2 separate regions of the Zea mays genome follow, and region 2 is linked to region 1. The links are chromatin contacts, called in public Hi-C maps. All regions are on one chromosome and are shown on one strand. Each heading gives the region's core, a stretch centred on a gene start, on an enhancer-like site or on the middle of the called end of the contact. The rest is flanking DNA. Distances are from core to core; before and after follow the strand shown. Region 1 holds the start of LOC100383516 (putative protein kinase superfamily protein). Region 2 holds the start of LOC103641619 (protein transport protein Sec24B).

Region 1 (7,436 bases), core at 3,180-5,679:
CGACATAAACGACCCTAGAATATCAATTCAGGGTTTGTTGTCCCATATTACATATGGAACAGTTGTCCGACGGTTGATCTCCATTACCTCAGAAGATGATTGGGTGATATATTTAAGAATTGTGAAGACGATGGTTCCACCATGTTTGGATGTGGTTGTTCAAAAGTTACCTGTTAGTCAATGCGAAGGTCCAGTCGGGTTATCTCCACAAATGCCAAATGCATCTCGTATTGAAGTTCCTTTGGTAGAGCTTCATGAAGAAGTCGTTGTTGTGCCTGATGCTCAATCGGGTCCGCACGAGTATGGGATTTCTCGTCCTATTCCCGGCGTTTGTGGGGCTCCTAATGCGGTGGTACCCCCCAAGAGATCCCATTGACCCAGGATCCAGTTCACGATCATCCTAGTAAGTGTCTTCGACACATTGTTCGTATCCATCATTATTTCGTTTGATTAGACTTTTTAATGTGGTTTTTCTTGCTCCGACCCGATGCAGGATCTCCACATATCAATAATGCTGATGTTCAGATTGATGTGCCTGTGTCATATAATATGGACAACATATGCAGGGCATCCAATAGTGTTGATGTTCAGATTGAGGATGAGGAGGAGCCATAATATGGACAACATATGCTTATATATCTTATAATATGTGATTATTTGAACTGTGGTTGTTAATAAAACAAGGGGAACTCTTGCAAAAAATTTTGTGAACTGTAAAAAACATAATAAGCAATAAGTAACGCATCTTTAGAGTTCTAAATTATTTTTGATACGTAAATACTACATATTAGGCTACAATTCTTCAGTCTGAATCACAATCTATGAGTAACTCATCTTCGGAGTCATCCGTCGCGCAATCCTCAACAACAACCTCATTCCACTTGTTGCATTGTCCTGCATCACACTTGTCACCAGTTCTTTTGTAATAATTGGCTTCTGCTTCATCTGCAGCTTGGGAGAATAGCTCATCCTCAGCCTCAGCCTCATCAGACTTCTTCTTGTAATAAGCTGCCTCTACCTCTGCGGCGGCCTGTGACATAAACTCATCCTCTTCCTCTTAAGCACGTAATCCTGCCTCAGCTAGTGCGATGAGCTCACTCAACCTTGACGTGTCGTCCTCCTCTTCTTCATGTAATCCTGCCTCTGCGAGGGCGATAAGCTCACTCAATCTAGATGTGTCGTCGTCCTCCTCCTCCATCGTTGCCATTTTATCCTGAACATATCTCGCATGCGCCTCATCGGCCAAATAGTTTACGCCGCTTCCAATCTCTGCAAATATAATGAGAAAATTAAGTTAGCAAAGTCAGGATAAATAAATTGTACTAACATAATTATAATATCATTTATCTCACTTACTTCCCTTGAGGCGATCAGCAAGATTATCCAACATCTGTTTCTCGGCTTGAGTCGCTTCCCATTCCCTTGCATCCTGTGCTCTCTTCTCATCTGCCGCCTTCAACCTCCTATACTCTGCACGCTTCGGGCTATCATAAAAGGCAGATTTTGCTTCCCTACGCATGTCGCGTATGCGATCGTTAATGTACGAATCGACGAGCCGAGATCCACAACGCATCTTCTGTCCCATTATTCTCTTGGACTCTATTGTGCGCATCACCTCTCCTTTGTCGTCGTAACTCTCCCAACTGCATTTCCTCGTCTCCTACAAAAAAATAGTAAGTACCGCTATAACATTACATCTGGTGCAAAAAAAATACCAACCTCATCGTAATCGACCATATGTCCACAAAAATATCCAACACCAAGCTCCGAAGGAACTAATCCATACTTAGCTTCAATACCACATTTGCAGAGTACTGGATCAAATTTGACCTCTTCTACCGCCCACCCCATGTATCTCTTTTCCTTTACCTCTGGCTCTGGCCAATGGGACAAAGGACCATACAACCACTCTCTGAAACGACACTTACGCCGCCCGTATGGCTGCAGGAGAAAAAATTAGTAATTTATTGTAAATAAAAACTAGTTCATACATTTAGCGTATCAATGGGCTCACATAATCAATGTTCGGACAACAGAACTGCTTGTCATAGTCTTCGTCGATGACAGCACGGTCTCCACAATCGCATCGAGGCGGTGAGTCCATCCGTCTTTCTGTTGCTACCTCCTTCTCCGCATCCGTCATTGGTGGAGGATTCGGGGGAGGAGGTACCCAACGCTTAAAACGCTCATGACTGGTCTTTCCACTCAACCAATTAACGAAAAGAAGATATCGAGGGTCAAATTTATCAGGACCATCGATCCACTGGAAAAAGAAACACCTCTGATGTCCCTAAAATAATGGAAAGATGCACTATTACATATCTACAAAATAATGAATGCGAACAAAATTAAGTGACAAGTCATAAGCTACGTACGTCCAAAGTGCCACAAAGGTAGTAGCAGCGAGCAGCCGTGTCTGGATGTTGTGATTGATGTACCCAAGCCAGTCTGCCACAGTCACAGTTAGGCACGGGGAGTTCAGGAGGAACAGGAGCATCCTTACTAGATACGTCCGGATATAACTCCCGAGGACGACCTCTCTTCTGCCACAACGCCTCTCGGTACATGTCTTTCATCTAATAATCGAAATGAGTTTATAATAAGTTTACATGTCTTTCATTTAATAATTATCACTTGTACCTATTATGCTTTATAACAAGTTTACACAAACTAATAATCGAAATGATAATATAATAGGTGTATACAAATTATTAAACTAAAAACCCAATATACAAAACGAATCAGTTGGAAATCATACCTTGGCCTACGAAGTGAACCAACTCAAATCTTTCAATCTAGCTAATTTTCACGAAGTTTGGAAATGGGATGAAATGAGCTGCTCTCGGCCAGCCGCGCGGGCGTTTTTATAGGAATTCGTAGCTCGGCGCCAAGATCTGTGGCGCCGAGCTACGAGGCCGCGCCGCCGCCACGTCAGAGACAGGTCAGCCCTGGACGCAACTAGCCGTTGCGGCCACGTCACAGCTCGGCGCCATAGGCTGTGGCGCCGAGCTGTGTTAGCTCGGCGCCACAGGCTATGTCGCCGAGCTAAGGGTCCAAAACTGCATTTAAAATTTTTTTAGGTCTAAACGTGATTTTACTTCTGTTTAAGGGCTAAAATACAAAAAAAAATTAGGACGCTTACATGCCTGCTGCTCCGAACAGCCGTAGCCGTACTCCGTTCCGCGATGACGGGCGTTCGGCGTTCCCAAGGGCTACGTGCGAGATTCCCACGTGGTGCGCCTAGCCTTCAGTCACGGAAATGCCCCCACCGCGCCACAGGGCAGGGCAGGGCAGGCCCACCCCGTCCGTCGCGCCGCCTGCCGCGGGCGCCCGTCGCACAATCGCATTTGCGTCGGCGGCGGTGCTCGGACGAACAGATAGATGATTATGCGCTCGCGCGGCAGGGACGATCGTGCGGTGGGCGCGGTGGTGGTGGGGTGCGGCGCGAGCAAAGACGCACACGAGGCGCCTGTGACTCTGTGAGTGAGTGAACGTAATGCTGCGAGGCGCCCGGGCGAGGAGCCAGGTCAGGTGCGTCGCCGGCGCCAAAGCTATCCAGGTCCAAGCCACCGCTGCTGCGGCTGTCGTCACGGGGCTTCACGAGAGCTCACTTGCAAGCGTCACCGCTGCAGCAAGACAGGTCGATTTATTTTTTTTTTATTAAAAAAACAAATTGCGCAAAAAGTTGCTACGAGCTGCTTACCTACTGGCACAGTGGTTAGTCCGTAGTAAGTAAGCATTTGACACTGCTGACGGCGCGACGCGACGGGCCACGCAACGCGCAGATCTAATCGGCAGCGTTGAGATGCCCGGTTTTTTCCCCTTCTTCGTCTTCGTTCTATATAATATACAATTCTAGTAGTACGCATGCTCTCTAGACAGACAAACGCTATGACAACCACCACGGCATTGTATGTAGGTAGTAGGTTTGAATTTCCAGCAGGGGACGGCAACGCGACCAAAAGGAAAAGCAGGCTCCTCTCGGCTAGTAGTTGTCACAGCTCCACAACGGGAAAAGGAAAAGGTAAAGCAGATGCGGATGCCACGTCCAGTTTTTAACGATGGGCAACTTCACGTCCGTTCCGCCGCATGTCTCTTTTCCCCTTCGCTCCAGTCCTTCCATGGCTCTTTGCTTTACTTCAGCACACCGACAAGGGAGGGAGTGCGGCCGTTGCGGGACACGAGGAAAAAGGGGGCGAAGCACGGCCACGGTAGCCAGCACGCTGCGCGCCTCTACTAGTACTACAGGCTACAGGTAGTGTTAATAAATGCCTGCAATAAAGAAAGAGCCGTAAATCCTAGGGTGGTGCCGACTGCCCCGAGGGGCGAGGGGCGAGGGCTTCATCTATTTGCGAGGTGCGCGTCCCACGGAGACAGACTACATATGAAGGAGAGAGAGAGAGAGGGAGTAGGGCACAGGGTCGAAGGGGCCCAAGGAGAGGCAGCCATCATCTGCTCCTCGTGATGCGCGCCGCTCATTGCTGCAGAGCGCTGCCGCTTTCGCCCCACTTGAAGCTTCAACTCCACTTCCCCAGTCTCGCCGCCGTTTCGGCCTAAAACTCCCGCAAATCCTCGCCCGCCGCACCCAGATTCTCCAGGTGGGAGCAGCGCGCGCCGCCGCCGCCGCCGACGACGACCGAACGCGGGCCGCACCAGCTCCCCGCTGCCGCCGCCGTCCGGTAAGATCCTCCGCTCAGCCCGCCAGCTCCACCTCTTGCAGGCCACCTTTCTGTTCTTGGGTTTGGTTCGGGTTGCTGTCTTTGTCCAAGTCGCGTAAGCGTATCCGCAGGTTTTCGGTCGGGGGGGGGGGGGGGGGGGGGGGGGGGGGCGTTTACCCCGGCTGCTTGCGTCGTCTTCTCCCTCAACGCCCAGGAGGGGGTTAACGGATCTTGCATCGTCTTTGCTAGGAAAAGAAGCGGAACCGCCGCCCTGCCTCACCTACCTACCGCATCTCTGTTGCTCCATTTGCTATCTCCCTTCATTTCCCATTTTATTTTATTACAAACAAAAAATGCAAAAAAATCTTAGCTTTCGAGCGGGTAAGGTAATAAGAGAGAAACGGCCGGACGTTGGGCACCACCAAGATCTACGGGCCTAGAGAGTTTTTAAACGGCTTTTTCCTACCATTTGTGCTAGTTCCGTCTGTTTTGTCTCTCTCTCTCTCTCCATCGTTACCTGATTCACATTTCATGTTTCGATCTTGCGCAGGGCTCCGTGATGCCGGCGGCTCTCGACCCAGGACAGCGGCTTCTCTGTTGGCCCAAGTGCACGCGACTGACTGCCGGTGCTGGTGCCTTGAAATGCGGCAGCCGTTCTACGGCCGGCCTCCCGTCCAGATGAAGGTGCAGCTGGTGGAACAGGAAGGCTCCAAGGGGATGGGTTCTTCCGGGTGCGCGGAGATAGTCGAGCTGGCGGACGACCCGAAAGCTGCTCGTCCTGCTGCGCATCTGAGAGTGAGGGTCAAGCCCGTGGGGCAGGAGGATGGGGCGCGGTCGTGCTCGCTGGAGGATGACCTTGACCAGCTCATCAGGTCGGTCAACGTGCGCACGTCGGCGAGGGCTTCTGGGCAGAGGAGCACCGATAGATGGCTTATTGGGCTCGGGAAGTCGCCGGTGTCGGGCTCAGAGATTGTGGAGTCCGTGAGCCTGAAGCAGGCCCTTAGGAAGATGTGCATCTCCCAGGCGTCGGAAATGGCAGCCATGAAGAGGCTGTCAAAACCGACAGGGGCGTCCACCCCTTCTGATTCTGGGGCGACCAAGAAGCTATATGGCTCTGTTGCAGTTCAAGCCAACGGGGAGCAAGATGACAAGAGTAAGGTGGGCAACGTTTATATGCTGCCTGAGAAACTGGCAGGAAGTTCGATTGGTAAGGCAAATGAAATCAGCAAGGGGCAGAGTAAGAGCTCAGCCAAGAAGAATTTGAGATCAGCATCTCCTACCGCAGTCAAGGTTCGCAAAACCAGAATCCAAGATGTGATCAGTAACAAGTCATCAGAGGCGGTTGAAGATGTTTCTGTAGGAGCAACACTGCCAAGGCAAAGGAAGGGGAAATCTGTGAAAACGTCTAGCCCCCGGGCTGTTCCGGTCGGTGGCTCACGGCTGGTGAGGCCAATGTTTCGGAACAAAACCTCGACCAAAAAGAAGGTCAAACCTGAACCTGCTATAGTGCCCGCATCGCACAAGCATTGTGAGACGAAAGGTCCTAAGTCTCACGCTAGTAAACAGAAGGAGTCCCTTCAGGATGAACCCAGAACCCCAGCACCAGCTAACAAGAAGGCTGCTGTCAGCTCCACTGTTGATGGATCTGATTTTGGCACCAAAGGGTGTGGCACTGGTGTGATCCATGGCCCGAAGGTTGGTGAGCTGTCAAGATCAAAGGAGAAGGGTGAATGCTCCCAAAGCTCTAAGAGTAGCATTGGTGATTATAGCACCAGCACCAGCATCAGTGAGGACAGTTATGGCAGCTTCAGTGCTAACGGAAGCAGGCCTCACATGTCAAAGGATGTGAGATGGGGAGCCATCAGGTGCATGGCTATCCAACAAGGGAGCTTGGGATTGAAGAACTTCAAGCTTCTCAAACAACTTGGTTGTGGGGATATTGGCACTGTTTATTTGGCTGAGTTAGTGGGATCAGACTGCATGTTCGCTTTGAAGGTTATGGACATTGAGTACCTCATAAGCAGAAAGAAAATGCTCAGAGCACAAACTGAGAGGGAGATACTGCAAATGCTCGACCACCCGTTCCTTCCAACTCTGTATTCTCATTTCACGACGGACAACCTTTCTTGTCTGGTAATGGAGTTTTGCCCTGGTGGTGACCTGCATGTTCTTAGGCAGAAACAACCTACCAAAACCTTTTCGGAAGCAGCTGCAAGGTATGGACCTTTAGTCGTGTCATCAATGTGCTATCTTTATGCACTATTAGCTACTTTACCAAGAACTAAAAATGGTGTTTATATAATCTCACTGCATTTGCTACCAGATAGATGTTTTTTTGTCCAGTGATAGTGAACCATGCTATTGTAATCCAATATTTTGCATTTTTTATTTAGGTTGCATATTACTAATGAGTTATTGTAACTTAAGAGAATTTACATTTTATTTATATGTTTCATTTTAGTACTGAGCTATTGTAATTCAAGAGATCTACATTTTGTAGGTTTTATGTCGCTGAAGTCCTCTTAGCCTTGGAGTATCTCCATATGTTGGGGGTCATTTACCGTGATCTGAAGCCAGAGAACATACTTGTTCGAGAAGATGGGCACATCATGCTCTCAGACTTTGATCTGTCTCTGAGGTGCTCAGTGAGCCCAATGCTTGTGAGAATATCATCCGTAGGCAGAGATGAGCCCAGCAGGCCTTCTGGTCCTTGTGCACAAAGCTGCATTGATCCGCTGTGTATCCAGCCATCCTGGAGCAATTCCTCTTGCTTCACGC
Region 2 (7,436 bases), core at 1,716-4,215, 380 kb before region 1:
TATTGATAATCTATTAATTGGGACAGCTTTCCACTATGAGTATAAAGAAGAAGTGCTTAAGCATTTATCCAATAAATCTTTTAAGTAATGATCTAACTACTGAATACATAGATAAACATAAAGTTAGTGACTAAACTTACATATCTTGTGGAAGTGTTGATTCATCTGTACTGGAATATAGAAACAGTGATCCACCACTCTCAACACTCAGAACTTTCAGAGAAGTAAGATCAGTGTATTCATTTGTAATTGCAAAAAGGTCCACGCATACACCTGCTTGAACAGCACTAGTAGCCTGTGATATGCCAATCAGATATATTCTAAAATATTATCATAGTATATTGACTGATCTTTGTGCAAAGTTACCAGATTTCTGTAGAAACTTGTCTGCTCTTGAAGCAATATATGATCAGCACCCCTTGCTTTACCAGAATTTTGGTCCTCATTTATATCCAGCTGCCCAGCCCCATAATTGGGTGGACCAGATAAAAACGCAAATATCCTAGCTGTTTTTAAAAATATATATATCAGGACAAGTTACAGTGGCAGATAAGGTCAGGTACCACAGACCCCCACAGTCTTCAAACAAAATATGAAACATTGCTGTGGTCAAAGGCTCAAGGCATTAACATACCAAGCTCAAATGCATTTCCATATTCTGAACTTAGGTAGTTGATAAGAACATCCAACGCTACACCAAAACCACGTATGTGATGCAATACATGATCCTGTCCATCGTGCGCATTTGCTGCTACTTCCCAGGAAGACATTGGTTTAATTGTTTCAAGTGCTTCAGTAATGCGGTCTTTGCAGCTATCAATCTGTAAAGATGTAACTTGACGTTAGCATATACACAAGCGAGGTGAATATTCTGGGACCACAAGCCAGAGGCAAAAACATAAGGAGAAAACTGTAACTGACAGGACAATTTACATACAGAAGCCAAAAATGAGCAAAGGGGCATGATATCTTCAAGGTCGACTTGTAAGGCACCATCAGAATCAGGAGGGATAAACACATTCTTCACGATTGGTATTGGACCTTGGACATCATACAATCCTATTTTGCTGCTAAATGTCAAAAGTCCAAATAGTGATCCTGGCAAAAGAGCTGCATTACATCAAAAGATTAGTTTGTATGTAGCTTTATGAGAACTCCCAGTATTATGCTTTAACAAAAGATTAGCTCCAAGGACTTGAGGTCACCTTCAAGAGCAGCTTGAAGAGCACTTTTGACTAGCTCCAAGAACTCCTCTGAAGCTAAAATGCAATATGAAGAAACAATCATCAGAAACATGTGAGCTTTACCGAGATGAGAGAGAGAAGAGAGAAACCACGAAAGGAAAAAATCATGGGATGTACTCTCAAATTCAAGTTTGTGGAAAATTTAATGATTCGTTTATCAGATAAAACCGTGTAACTGTTAGAACCTCGTTAGGGTTTTGGGTTACTCCTGTTGTAATTACCTGTATGCCCCCTGTGTAATGGGCCTGGCCCCGCTACTTGGTCTATATTAATACACTCTCAATCCTAGTTAGGGTTAGGGTTTCATTCTCCAACTGTAACTTAATCTATAAGCCTAACAAATTGAGGCTAAAGATTTGACTGACTAGGAACACCAAAGTCAAGCACCATGTTAATGAAAATGGATTCCATCATTCAAACGGAATTCTGAAACTGTGTTCATCAAGCATCAGAATGCTGCAATGTTGTTTCCCTTTGACAACTATATAAAAGCAACTACTACACACCCCCAGGAAAATATAAATCACCTTGCCACCCATTGGATACAAAGTTTTAGCCTTTTAGAGCACGAGCACAGTAAGCACCAACGGGTTCCAACCTATGACAACCCTCTGCAGGCACTCAATCCATGCATATTGTACCATAATGTACTAAGCTAAATTCAGAGCATGATTACCACCAATCACTAAGGGGCCGTTTAAGAGACCTTCAACTTCATCTTCTACGAAGAGAATCACTAACACGTAAAATGCCAACCGATTTGGGTGGGGATACAGAGATAATCACTTCTCCATTTACAATAGGAGCTAGAAGTAAAAAAAAAAAAAAAAAACTGTTGCACTCTGCTCCCTGTTACGTTCTGGTGGGGATGATCAGAGAATCAATTCTCATCAGCTCCCCACCCTGCTCCCTCCTAGGAATCCAATGGAATCACTGCATCGGATAATGAAGGAGCAGAGCTGAAGAATCAGGGAGTGGAGCTCTCCCAAACGGAGCCAAAATGTTATGCTAGCGCCAAACATATACAGCTTGCGAAGGAACTGTAAGATCTTACAGGACAAGTCGATCGCCGCCACGTACACGGGCGTCGGAGCCGCCGCCGCTGCCGCCTCGCCCTCCTCCACTGCAAAATTCCACCACCACCAGGTTACCGCAATACCGCACCGTACCACAGCGCGCTGCATCCAAACCGAACGCCGAGAGAGGGAGAGATAGATAGAGACGTGTACCTGGGAGGAGGAGGTCGACGAACGCGGAGCGCATCTCGGGCGGGTCGTGGCCACCGTCGCGGGCGTAGCGCGCAGCTGCGTCGGCGGAGAGGTCATTCTCGGCGCCGCAGATGGCGCAGTTCCAGGACCAGCGGTCGAGCGGACAGAGCAAGTTGAAGTAGGCGAAGCAGGACTGGCAGCGCGGGAGGAGGTGGCCCTCGGTGCCGGTGGCCGGCGGGAAGCCGCGCTCATCTGTGGCAGAGAACGGGGTGATGGCGACGCCCCACGGCATGCCGCAAGCCGCGTGGAGCGCTGGGTCGGAGGGGAAGCAGGCGAGGCTCGCGCGCACCGCCATTGCCGGCGCGCAGATTTGGGGCTTGGTTAGATCTGGCGACGTGACGATAGATCTCAGGGAAGCTGCATGTCTCGAAGTGTTTTGGTTTTGGTGGTTTAACGAGTGGGCGGCGCCGCGGCGGGCAGGGCCTTCTGTGCTGGACTGGAAATGGAACAGGCCACGGAAGCTGATCGGAAGCGTCTACTATGATCCTGACGACTGGGGTCGCGTCGGACGGTGGGAAGAGGAACCATGACGAGGGATTATTCAAAAAAGTACTGGTTCGATTATTTCAATTCTATATGGATTAGAATATATTGAAATAGATTATAATAGATTTTAATTTACTATAAATTTAAACCAACTCAATATCATCCAATCCACATGGATTGACGGATAAATGAACAAGCGTTTCACCATTGACGAAAGCCCTAAGGCCTTGTTCGTTTCACCATTGATCCATGTGGATTGTGTGATATTGAATCGGTTTAAATTTATAACAAGTTAAAATACATTTTAATTCATGTCAATCCATATGGAATTGGAATAACTGAACGATGCCTTAGGGTTTGTTCTTTTTCATCTCAATCCATGAGGATTGTAGGGGTTTAGGTGAGTTTAAGTCTATAGTAAAGTCAAAAACTCTATTAAAATTCTCCAATCTCATCCAATCTATGTGACATAGAAATAAACGAACAAGGTCTAATATTATCCATCTATATTTATATCATCATTGTATAATTCACTAGTTTAAACTTTACAAAACTCACACACCTAAATCACCCCACACTTATAACCCCTCTAAATCCACCAAAAAAATTGCACCCAGACTTAAATATATCATTAAAATCAACGGGTTAGATCGCCAGATAATCTCTCTCCCTTTGCGTCATGTGGCTTCATGTCGTGAAACTGTTTTATATTTTTATAAAATAATATTGACGTATTTAAAGCAAACATACATATATTAGCACAAATTATTATTTTACAACGTATAAGAATATAGAGATAAAAATTTAAATTACTAGTATAAATTTATTTTGAAATAACAGCTTGTAAAAATTATTGTCGTATAGTTTAGTACGGTATAGGGTATACCCACTAGACAAACTATTAAAATAATAATTTGTGCTAATATATGTATATTTGCTTGGTCTATAAGTGGTACATAGGTAGATTAGACCGTGGTCGCGTCGCCTTTTGTTGACTTTTAGCACCTTCAACGAGGTAAGTGAACGTACGGACGTACGTTCTGGATCGGAGTGGTTGGCCGAGATGGGCATGCTCCGGGGAGGCGCCCGAGATACCTTCGGGCGAGTCAGAAATACGCTATTCGCCCGAGGCTAGCCTCGGACGAGTCGGGAATGAGTTTCTCGCGCAAGGTTGGTCTCGGGCGAGTCAGGAGTTAGGTTCTACACGCCTTAGTAAGGTTGGAAGCGTATTTGCTTATGACATTCTCTTACTCAAGCATCTAGACACTTTAGATTGTGATCTGAGTATCCCTAATTATGGTACCCGACAATTACCCCTAATTATATGGTACCCGACAAATGGAGATACTATCACTTGTGTTCTCTTGATAGGGCGTCCGTATGAACGCCTCATGTTCTAGTACTCCAATGTCCAAACGAGCATGGGACTAGGCAATCTGGCAAAGGTACAAGTGGACAACACCTGAATAATAACATATCTCTTTCTTGCATTTGGCACAATTACGCATCTACGCTACAAATCGCCTCCCATTCCATACATCCACTCCATCAACTTCTGTTTCATCGCTTGGTGCGAGTCCTCATGTCTCCAACAGCAAACTGCGCGGCATCTCCTTGTTTTATCAGGATCGCAGGACCTTTTTCGTATTTTCAGTTTTCATCATGTGACACGTTCCTGTCTAGTAGCATCCAAATCATTGCGCCCGCCGGCCCAGCCGGCCTTTCGGCGACGTAAACGCTTGCCGTCTGCATTGGCCGCAGCAACATCCCTGAAAGCTCCCATCTGTTTGACTGTCTCTTTCCAGGGAGAAGCTGAAAGCCTGAAACTGACAGGTTGATTTCAAGACGGGGCTTGGTTGATATCCAGAGACCAGATGTAACAAAGCACGGGGAAGAATCATATCACAAGAACCTGCACTTGGTCATCATGCCAAATTATCTGGACGACGATTAGTTCTAGCAAGCTGCAACCGCAACAGCGTGTGCCAAGGACAGTGTCAATAACTCAAAGATCGAATCTGAATGGAAGTGCAAGGTTGATCCATGCACGGGGACCAGCCCGGTCTAGTACAAGTCTTCCTCCCTGTGCGTCTGGATGACGCAGTCGGACGTCGGGTACGCGACGCAGGTGAGCGCGTACCCGGCACCGACCTGCGCCTCGTCGAGGAACGACTGGTCTGCCTGGTCGACGGAGCCCTCCAGGAGCTTGCCGGCGCACGTGGAGCACGCGCCGGCGCGGCAGGAGTAGGGCAGGTCGAGACCGGCCTCCTCGGCAGCGTCCAGGATGTAGCTGTCCTCTGGCACGTCGAGCACGCTCTCCTGCCCTTCGGGGCCGAGGAGCTTCACCTTGTAGACAGCGGCGACGCGCAGGTCTAGCCTCTCTCTCAAGCTCGGCGACGTCGGCACGCTCCTTGGGAAGCCCAAGTGAAGCGGCCGTTTTGTGCTGTTGTTCAGCAGAGGGGCCTTCTTCTGTTCGATGGTCCTGAAGCTGCAGAGAACTGGGGATGATGTGAAGGTTGCCATTGCCATCTTTGGGTGTTCGATACCTGGAAAATACATAGTCAGAACGGCGAGAGTTGAATATTAGATTAGCACCCAACATATGAAAGCTAACTACTCTCAGGGATTGTTTGAGAGCAAGGAGAAAGGAGGAGTTTGAGGGGGTTAGAATCCCTCGCTATTCAATTTTGAATACTGAGAGATTTTAGCCTCCTCAAACCACTCCATTCCCCTTCTCCCAAACAAGCACGGACAGAATTATGCGACTCAGAGAGCTTAAGGGCATGTTTGTTTGAGATTATAATCTGCCCAGATTATATAAACTAACTTATTTTAAACTAAAACTTAGTTCAAAATAAATTTAATTACATAATTTGGACATATTATAATTCCAAACAAACATCCCTTAAGTCAAGTAAGAACCTCAACTTCTATGAACCAAATAGGCCTTTCAGGCTAAGGTGTACAGCTGAAGGCAAGCCCTAGTGGGCTACAATTAGGCAGTAGCATCCGGTTCTAGCAATTAGCATCTCCACTAGTTCTCAATAAAAAAACCCCTAAATATCATGTTTAGAAAGTCCCTAAATAAATATTGAAAGTAATAAAACCTTTATTCTCGAATGGTTCCCTAGTTTTAGGTTGCTAAACATTTTTAAATTATGCCAGCTCACCTTTTTAATAGGCTCGCACTCCATCCGTTCCAAATTAAAATCGGTTTTACCTTTTTACTAGATTCATGAATAATTAATGTATGTGTTGTATATATATGTCTATGTTTATAATCATTCAAATGAATATGGATATAAAAAACTAGAGCTAAAACAACTACTATTTTTTAGTGGGTCGTACCCTTCTCAATTTCAGGGTATGTAATTTTTATTGTGCGTTTGAATAATGAATTACATTTGGATAATGTGTTCGAAGTTGTCATTTGGATCTGTAATAACAGGTGCCGTTCTGCTTTATTTCGAGCCATTCATGATCCAAATGTATTGCAACGCATAACACAAACTAAACATTTGGATCTGCAATAGCCAGACACAGATCACTGCTTAATGCTTCAATTCACTGCTGCTGCCTCCAATATACACTTGGAATTGGCGGGCTAATAGATTTCGGGACTCCCTTCCATGTTGCTACATTTGGGGGGAGGAAATAGGTCTAAATAAGAACTTTGTAAATTTAGAAACTTGATTGAAGGAACTGTTATAGCAGTTTTTTTTGTTAATATTCCCGTAAACCAAAATAAAGGATGCATTTTTGGGAAAGCTGCTCTGTCGGCCGGTAGGGCTATAGAAAAGAGAAACAAGCCTTTCGAACAAAAGATATAACTTTTTAGAGAAGGTTAGCTTATACATGCAACCCATATTGTGCTTCCCCTGGCCACTTTCCGGATGGTTAAGAGCAATACATTTTAAAACTAAGCACAAAAAAGTGGACATAGCAGGCTATGAAGCAGGACATGATTGCATTTGCATATCAGTTTTTTTGTTTGCATCAATAACCTTGATCTGTGTGCTGCACTTCCTTAGGTAGTGTTTGGTTGAAGAGCCAAGTAGAACGGAACCGTTCTATCCCAATTTTGTTGTTGTTTGGTTACAAAGTAACTAGAACGGAATGACTCCAATTAGAGAATATTCTCCTCAGATCCGGAACCATTCCGCTCCAAAAAATCAATGGGACGGAGCCGCTCCGTTCCAATCCCGCTCTCACAGTCACGCTCCGTTCCGTTCACTCTGCAACCAAACAAAAAACAGAACCGTTCCATTCCAGATTACCAAACACATAACAGAGCGGCTCCATTCCTAGAATCAGGGATGGAACGACTCCGTTCTACTTGGCTCCTCAACCAAACACTACCTTAAAGTACAAGTAGTGGTATCACAGCCAATCACCTGATCAAGAAAAGAAACCAAGTTCCAACCAACAACATTTACTA

Evidence for each region. A called contact is a pair of places that touch in the nucleus more often than the background predicts.
Region 2: a Hi-C map of leaf mesophyll shows a contact between it and region 1, with 3 times the contacts expected there. The contact joins the promoter of LOC103641619 here to the promoter of LOC100383516 in region 1. A contact is called at or near these places in 6 of 25 Hi-C or Micro-C datasets (bundle sheath, ear, endosperm and 3 more).

What each region holds. Positions count from the first base shown.
Region 1 is chr10:116,329,285-116,336,720 of Zm-B73-REFERENCE-NAM-5.0, reverse strand. It overlaps LOC100383516 (putative protein kinase superfamily protein), which reads left to right and starts at 4,429. Exons shown (of 3, transcript NM_001176164.1): 1 at 4,429-4,679; 2 at 5,209-6,874; 3 at 7,159-7,436. The coding sequence starts at 5,301.
Region 2 is chr10:116,703,956-116,711,391 of Zm-B73-REFERENCE-NAM-5.0, reverse strand. LOC103641619 (protein transport protein Sec24B) reads right to left here and starts at 2,965. Exons shown (of 13, transcript XR_004853266.1): 1 at 2,474-2,965; 2 at 2,299-2,367; 3 at 1,206-1,259; 4 at 938-1,110; 5 at 635-821; 6 at 367-506; 7 at 141-295. It overlaps LOC100283643 (ferredoxin-3), which reads right to left. Exons shown (of 2, transcript NM_001156544.2): 2 at 4,902-5,544. The coding sequence starts at 5,527. The coding sequence ends at 5,063.